Linked DNA regions of Rattus norvegicus: region 1 is linked to region 2. The links are chromatin contacts, called in public Hi-C maps. All regions are on one chromosome and are shown on one strand. Each heading gives the region's core, a stretch centred on a gene start, on an enhancer-like site or on the middle of the called end of the contact. The rest is flanking DNA. Distances are from core to core; before and after follow the strand shown. Region 1 overlaps Dtna (dystrobrevin, alpha). Region 2 holds the start of Dtna (dystrobrevin, alpha).

What was found. A called contact is a pair of places that touch in the nucleus more often than the background predicts.
Region 1: a contact with region 2 is called in a Hi-C map of psoas muscle, with 2.2 times the contacts expected there. The contact joins the enhancer-like site here to the promoter of Dtna in region 2. A contact is called at or near these places in 2 of 12 Hi-C or Micro-C datasets (hepatocytes and psoas muscle).

The regions. Positions count from the first base shown.
Region 1 is chr18:15,007,394-15,011,326 of GRCr8, forward strand. All of the region lies in intron 1 of Dtna (dystrobrevin, alpha), which reads left to right. Among named protein-coding and RNA genes, the nearest start is that of Dtna, 47 kb to the left of the region's middle. Within about 2 kb of position 2,533, at least 13 of the 93 cell types and tissues checked have an H3K27ac peak or open chromatin away from gene starts, as enhancers often do.
Region 2 is chr18:14,960,039-14,963,654 of GRCr8, forward strand. Dtna (dystrobrevin, alpha) reads left to right here and starts at 1,997. Exons shown (of 21, transcript NM_001427105.1): 1 at 1,997-2,196.

The sequences.
Region 1 (3,933 bases), core at 1,283-3,782, 48 kb after region 2:
ACATAAACACACACATATGAACACACACACACACATAAACACACACATCTGAACACACACACACACATAAACACACACATCTGAACACACACACATCTGAACACACACACACATAAACACACACATCTGAACACACACACATCTGAACACACACACACATCTGAACACATACATACACAATATGTGTATACATACACACACACACACACACACACACACACACACACACACACAATTAAAATAAAACCCTAAAATGATTTTCTAAAAGACTGGCTGAAATGTGATCATCAGCTCAAAAGGCTGTCTGGGCTGATGGATTTTGCAAAATCTCCAAATTCCTACAGGGAACCAAATGCCTACCAAAGATTGTTGTAGCCACTTAAGCATCTCTGAATTTATTTTCGAGCTGGGATTTGTTTAGTTGTTGTAGATATGAACTTGCAACCATCGGAAATAGTCCAGAAATACACAATCCAGCGCCTCACTTCAGAACCAGAAGGGGACATCACGATTTTCAGAAATACACAATCCAGTGCCTCGCTTCAGAGTCAGAAGAGGACATCATGATTTTCATCCAGCCTTTTGTCTTCGGCCTAATATGGATATAAAATGTATCAGGCATTACTGTTTTCAGTGTTCCCGGGGCTTGCCAGAGTGCTCAGACCGCTGCACAATGAGCCCTTTATTGCAGTAAATATAAAAAGATGTAGCGTTCTAAACAGCTCATCACATTCCTTCTCGGGCCCCTGTACATACGGCATATGTTAATGTATAGTACATATTTAACTATGTTTTCAAATGTGTCACCTTTAAGAGTTCTTAGTGCACATTGCTGGAGTTGTCAACCAGACACGTTAATTTTTGTCACTTTGACACTTAGAGAGAACACTGTCCATGCCCAAATCTCTCAAGCTTGTTTCCTCCTTAGATATTTTTTTACATAATGTAGACATTGCTATATTAAAAAGAATAATTTTCTCTAATCTGCACTATAGCTTGTATATTCTGAAAGATGTTAACAGATTTTAACAGTGTCTGAAGATAGGAGTTAGCAACCAAAAGAGATGCATGATGGGCATGTTTCCAGGCAGAGGGAACAGCAGGCAGAGTGTTGCAGGGAAACAGAGCGTCTGAGAGTGAACTTGACTTCATTTTTCTTTGCTAGAGGAAGGGGATTGGGGCAGGCCATAGTTTACACTGGTAATTACAGCACTTAGAAGAAGGAGACCTGCGGATCAGGAGTTCAGCATCAACCAGAGCTTCCAGGGACTAAGCCACTACCTAAAGACTATACATGGACTGACCCTGGACTCTGACCTCATAGGTAGCAATGAATATCCTGGTAAGAGCACCAGTGGAAGGGGAAGCCCTGGGTCCTGCTAAGACTGAACCCCCAGTGAACTAGATTGTTGGGGGGAGGGCGGCAAGGCGGGGAGGATGGGGAGGGGAACACCCATAAAGAAGGGGAGGGGGGAGGGGGATGTTTGCCGGGAACCGGGAAAGGGAATAACACTCGAAATGTATATAAGAAATACTCAAGTTAATAAAAAAAAAAAAAAAAAAAAAAAAAAAAAAAAAGGAGTTCAGCATCAAGACGCCAGCTACATAGTAACTTTGAGGTCAGCCTGGACTGCATGAGAACTTGTCTCAAAAATCTCAAATTAAAAAATAAATAGTAGGGGCTGGGGATTTAGCTCAGTGGTAGAGCGCTTACCTAGGAAGCGCAAGGCCCTGGGTTCGGTCCCCAGCTCCGAAAAAAAGAACCAAATAAATAAATAAATAAATAAATAAATAAATAAATAAATAGTAAATTAAATTAGTAAATAATTACATTGAAGGGTCCTGTAGACAAATATAACCCCCAAACTACCTTTAAAATGTTTTTATTAAAATTTTATCTTTACTGGTACATTTTTGAGACTAGAGAGCTGTCACAGAAGGAGCCAGCTTAGTCACCTGCCCCTTATCGGGTGGCTCACAACTTCCTCCAGCCCCGGGGCAGCCAACACCTTATTCTGACCTCTCAGGAATTCTACTTGCGTGCGCGCGTGCGGACACATGCAAGCATGCACGCACGCGCGCGCGCGCACACACACACACACACACACACACACACACACACACACATCTATTAGAACATAATTGAACCATCTTTTATATCTTGCAAACATGGTATTGTTTAAGCCTGTTTTTATTTTTTGCTTCAATTTTAGGAAATGATCAACAGATTGTACCATTGTTAAAATTTATTCTTGAAGCCAGTGCTCTGCTCTTCCAGGCTCGGTTCTTGTGATTCACACGTTGCTATTGAAGTTTTTCTGGGTAGCCTCCTGTGTCCGGTCCGCTCCGCCCCACTTCCGGTCCTTCAGTCACGGATTTATCTGTCTGCTTTTACCATCCTGAAAGCAGACTTCATTGTGATTTCCCAAAGCTACTGTTGTTTCCTCTCTGCGCATTAGCTTTTAAGGTGGTGTGCTGGTTTGGATAAAAGACTAGCATGAGCTCAGAGATAAATGTAGCGGCTTCTCATGGGTCCACATGCTGCAAAGTCCTGGCAGGTTTCCTGGAGGGATGCTGAGGCTGTGGCCAAAGAAATGCTTCCGGCGTGTTCCTTCCTTCATTCTACTAAAGATAGAGCCTAATTTCCGGGACTCTCTGCCAAAGACATTTACATGTGTTAAATGTTGTTCCAATTTTAAATAGTTTATGTGAATAATTTTCACCTTAAATGCACTATTTTAGCTAGAAAAGAGCGGAGAATATTCTTTAATTGCCTGTTGTGCTCTAGAGAAAAATGTTGCAGAAATAAGGATTTTTATAAAATAGTTTTTATTATTATTTTTTTAAATAATACTTACAATCTTGCCTTTTCAATTCTCGACTATTGGGATGTCCCTCCTTTTCTCTTCCATATATATCACAGATTAATTTTTATTCGGATTTAAGTTCTTTTTTAGAATCTTTACAATCTTTGCTTGTTTGTGGGTTTTTTGTTTGTTTGTTTGTTTGTTTGTGGGTTTTTTGTTTGTTTGTGTTTTTTTTTCTCCCAGCTCTCTCTAGTCACCCAGCGGTCTCACTGCAATCCTGTGCTGCTTCTAATCTAACACATAGACTGTGAGGAGAATCTTAACTTCCGTTGGTTATGCTGACGTCAGTTTGTATGTGGAAGTAGATATACTAAGACACAAACATGGCATCAGCCTGCAGACAAATTCTAAGGTGTTGCTCAGCATTCTGGACAGGTATTTGCATATTTTGCTTAACTCCACTGGGCACTTGTCACCGTGTTATACAAAGAGCCCTTGGAGCTGAGGAACTGGATCAGCAGGTGGTTCCCGCTCTGCCAGAGGACTCGGGAACAATTCCCAGAACCCACTTTGGATGGCTCGCAGCCACTTGTAGTTCCAGCTCTACGTGATCTGCAAGCACCACATACACGCAAACATGCAAATATAGAAATTCACTGTAAAGGAAAATAAAAAGATCCCGTGACGATTGAATAAAGTCACTTGCACAGAGGGACCCCAGAGTCACGTGGTTACTACCTTTGAGACTTGTTACTGTATAGATCTGTGTCACACCACTTTCTGGCACCTGGCACAGAAGAGGAAAGGACCTCCTAAAAACAGTATTATTGAAGAGAAGCTTTGATCTTCCAAGCATTAGACTTAGACCATGAAACAAAAGAAGGACCTCTGCCAACATCCAAAGACTCAGTTGTACCTTCTACGCCAAGTGTGAAGCCCCAGTATGTGGATGGGCTCAGAGGCTGGGGAGCAAGTGTGTGCTTCTCTCTGCGTGGCCTTACCACACCTGCCTTGACTGTGTTTTCCTCCTCGGAACATGATCTTTTTATAGCAATGATGGTAATTAGATCGTGTCCCTTTTAGACACTCTTAGTCATGCCCTGGACTCGTAACCAATATCTCTACC
Region 2 (3,616 bases), core at 747-3,246:
AGCAAGTAGTTGGTGGCCACCAACATATACAGGCATCGAAATGCAAGTGAAAAAACTCAGACTGTACTGATTGATCGAGCCGGTCTTACTTTGTGATCTCTTAAAGTAATGAGGCCACGGAAGAAGATGGTAACAGAAACAGCAGCCAGAGATCTAAACCCAGGGAAATTAGTTGGTTGAATCGGAAAGTTGTCTCCTAGGATCGAGCATTTGCCATTGAATATGTTCTGAGATAGCCCTGTGGGTCCCAAGGAGCAGCTGCAGCCACACTGCTGCTGTGATCCCAACCAGCTAACAGTTGCCAAGACCGCAACGCTTCATCCCGTGACTCACGCAGCCACCAACGTTCCAGTGTCTTCACCAGGCCTTTGAAGAGGCTGCATGGTCCATCGAGTCCCATGTTCTACACACACTACTCTGAACAAAAGGAGGCCTGGTTTCAGTAGCAGATCATCTTTGGAACCCAGTGGCCAACAAGTGAATGCTAAGCACAGGTTCTGTATGGGTTAGAGAGACTTGCCTATGACTCGTCCTTGTCGGGCTCTGTTTGATGAATGGGTTTTGTTCCCTAGCAAATCTGTTCACACAGTGGGCTGATGAGTTGTTTTGCTTGGTTGGGTTTTCTTTTGTTTAGTTGTTGTTATTGTTGTTGTTGCTGCTGCTGCTGCTGCTGCTGCTGCTGCTGCTGCTGCTGCTGCTAACCAACTTGACACATGATAGAGTCATGGAAAACAAAATGTCCACCGAGGAATTTTCACCGTCAGATTGGCTTGTAGGCAAATCTGTGGGGCTTGACTAAGGATTGATGTGGAAGGACCTAACTCTTGTAGGCACTGCCCTCCCAGGGCAGTTAGTATTAGATGAAATAAGAAAGCAGGCTGAGCAAGGGGTGGGGAGCTAGCCAGTCAGCAGCATCCCTCCAGGGCTCTACCTCCAGGTTTCTGTGAGTTCCTTCATTGACTTCTCTCAAAAACAGACTGTGGTTGGGTCACGTGAGCCGAACAAACCTTTTCCTCACCAGATTAGTTTGGACGGTTGTGTTTATCATAGCAATTGAAAGCAAAATAGGACACTTAGTTTCCTTTCACACACACACACACACACACACACACACACACACACCACTTTCTTTCCCAACATGTGCTAAAGTGTTCTAAGACAACCCTGAAAAGAGAAGCCTTCCTGGGAAAAACAAGTGTTTCTTCCCTGTTCTCCCTTTGCAGCTTGGAGTGTAAAACAAAAGCCAAAGGGTCAGTTCATCCACAGTTCCTATAAGCATTTATTCTTATTCTCGGGCAATCCACCGATTGGCCTGTTGTCCTTAGGACCATGTGAAGTGGCATTTGTGGCTCTTTTCCTTTTCTAATGAGTCCCCAAACAAGGTTTATTCCATGTTCGATAATGTTCTGCTATCTTGTTCTTTCTCTGTAGCCCTAGTCATTCTGAGTAAAACGACAAGCAGGTAGAAGGGAAAAAAAGCCATAAGCATGAGCTTCAACCAAAATATCTTTAATGTTTGAACATAGTCTTTGGAGTTTCCTTAAACTGAAATAAAAATCCAGGAAAGTTCCTTGTTTGTGTTATGTATCTCCGTCTCCGGGAAGCCATTTGCCAAGCTCTGGCTGCCTGGCTCTCTGCCTCCAGGAATGCCAATCAGAGGACATTCTTTTTCAGGCAGCCAAGTTTGGAAGTCAGTTGGTTTCTGGCCGTGTGGTGGGGGTGGGGTGATGGCAGGGGAAGCCAGCGAGTCCTCAGCTGATCTTCAGCTCGCAAAGGTTTCTTTAATAGCCTTCAATGAACGCAGTTCCTTTCACCCACGAGGAGACAGGTAAAAGGACAGCTGAGTAAACCAGCTTTAGAATAAATGGGCGGAAGCACCCTGGGAGGGAGGGGCCGAGGGAGACCTTTGAAAGCCTGCCATTGGTGAGTTTACCAAAGGCATCTGCCAGTGGGACTTGAGTGGAATGTGAAACCAAATCGTTTTCAAGTTAAAGATAGACACTGTGGACGCCAGAAACTGGAAGCCGGGTTTTTAAACTCCTGTCTCTCTCTAGAATTTCAGAGTTGGTTATGATCTCAGGGGTAATTAGCAATTTGGCTAAATCTGTTCTCCCAGGAACTTGCTAGCAATCACTGTGTGCTCTAGATGAACGGGCACTAAAAGGGTTGAAGAGGGGATGCTGTACCTGATCCAGGGTAAGTGAGAACACCGGGACGTGGAGGTGCGGTGCGTCTCTGGGAAGGTGGATGTTGACTTTTGCTCTATAGTTGGTATGAATGAAAGATCAGGGAGATTTTGTTGTGTCTGGATGACGCTACTTTTCTCTCTGGAAGTTGGTGGCCTTGGGCATTCTGAGTGGCAGAAGGAAACCCGGTGCTTGTGTGAGGCTCTTTTCAAGTTTGCATTTCAGAGTTGTAACTTCAGTGAAGCCTGTAGGCTTGTTCTTTCCCGTTAACCCTCAAGCACCAAAGGCTTATGGAGGAGTTAAGAATCATGGGGAAGAATGCTCCGTAAAGTGGAGTACAGTTTCTCTGAGATGGCACTGTATTCGAATGTAGATGATGAAGACAAAAAAATGTTTCAAAACAAAACAAACAAATAAACAAACAAAAAATAAAACAGAGAGCTCTTTTCTCTTGGTGCTCTAAGACCATTAGAAAGTAACCCATCTTTGAAGAGGTGGCAGAGAAAACGCAGGCAGCCTCTAGAAACGAAAACAATGTATTAATAGCAGTTGTTTTGGGGCATTACCTCATTAATTCTAAGCAGTTCCTCTCAAAAGGAGCTGGTATCTGCTAAGTGAATGGGGGCGTTCTGATTAGAAAGAGCTCCAGAAGAGAGGAGGGAGGGAAAGAAGTCATTAAATTTACAATTGCCACGTTGTGTTTTGGCTATTTAAATGTCCCAATCCCAAGGAGAAGGGCAAACTTCAAGTCCCTCATTTTTGCCCATGTATAGGTTTTGTTTCTTTTTGGTCAAGCGACCTCTCCCTCTCCTCTTAGCGACAGCTTTCCCAAACTCACACAGCATTCCTCCTGAATAAATATTGTCCATAATAGTCACAGAGTGCATGGCGTGAATTGGATATTCTCCTTTATATGGGGAAAATAAGCGTGCTGACGCTCTCCCGACAGAATGTGGGACTGAGCAGTGTTCTGTGTAACTAGCCTGGGTTGGCTCTGCCAAGTAGAGCAGACCGAAATAGAGGCAGGCAGTGAATGGTTTAACATGGCTCCACCATACAACCCTGATAATAAGAAGTGATGTAGGGTGTCAGGATGTTGCCCTTCTGAGCCTAAAAAGGTAGGCGTTGTAAGGACAGAGCTGTACTTAGGAGTGCTGAGCAGTGTAGCAAGAACAAACAAAATACGAAATTAGCAGAGCCCAGAAATGGTCTGAGCAGCCTGGTGTGCCCAGTTTGCCTCCTAGCCTCCCTCTCCTTCAAGGTCCTAAGAAAGGTGGCGGCTCAGTGCCCAAGACCTGTCTGTGAGGAAGAACATGCCCAGAGTGCTTTAAAGCCGTCCTCTATGGATTGTAAATGTGTTTTGTTAGAAATATTTATCCTTAGGAGAGTTCGGGCAGTTTGTTAAATTGTAGCTAGCATTTAGTGACCCT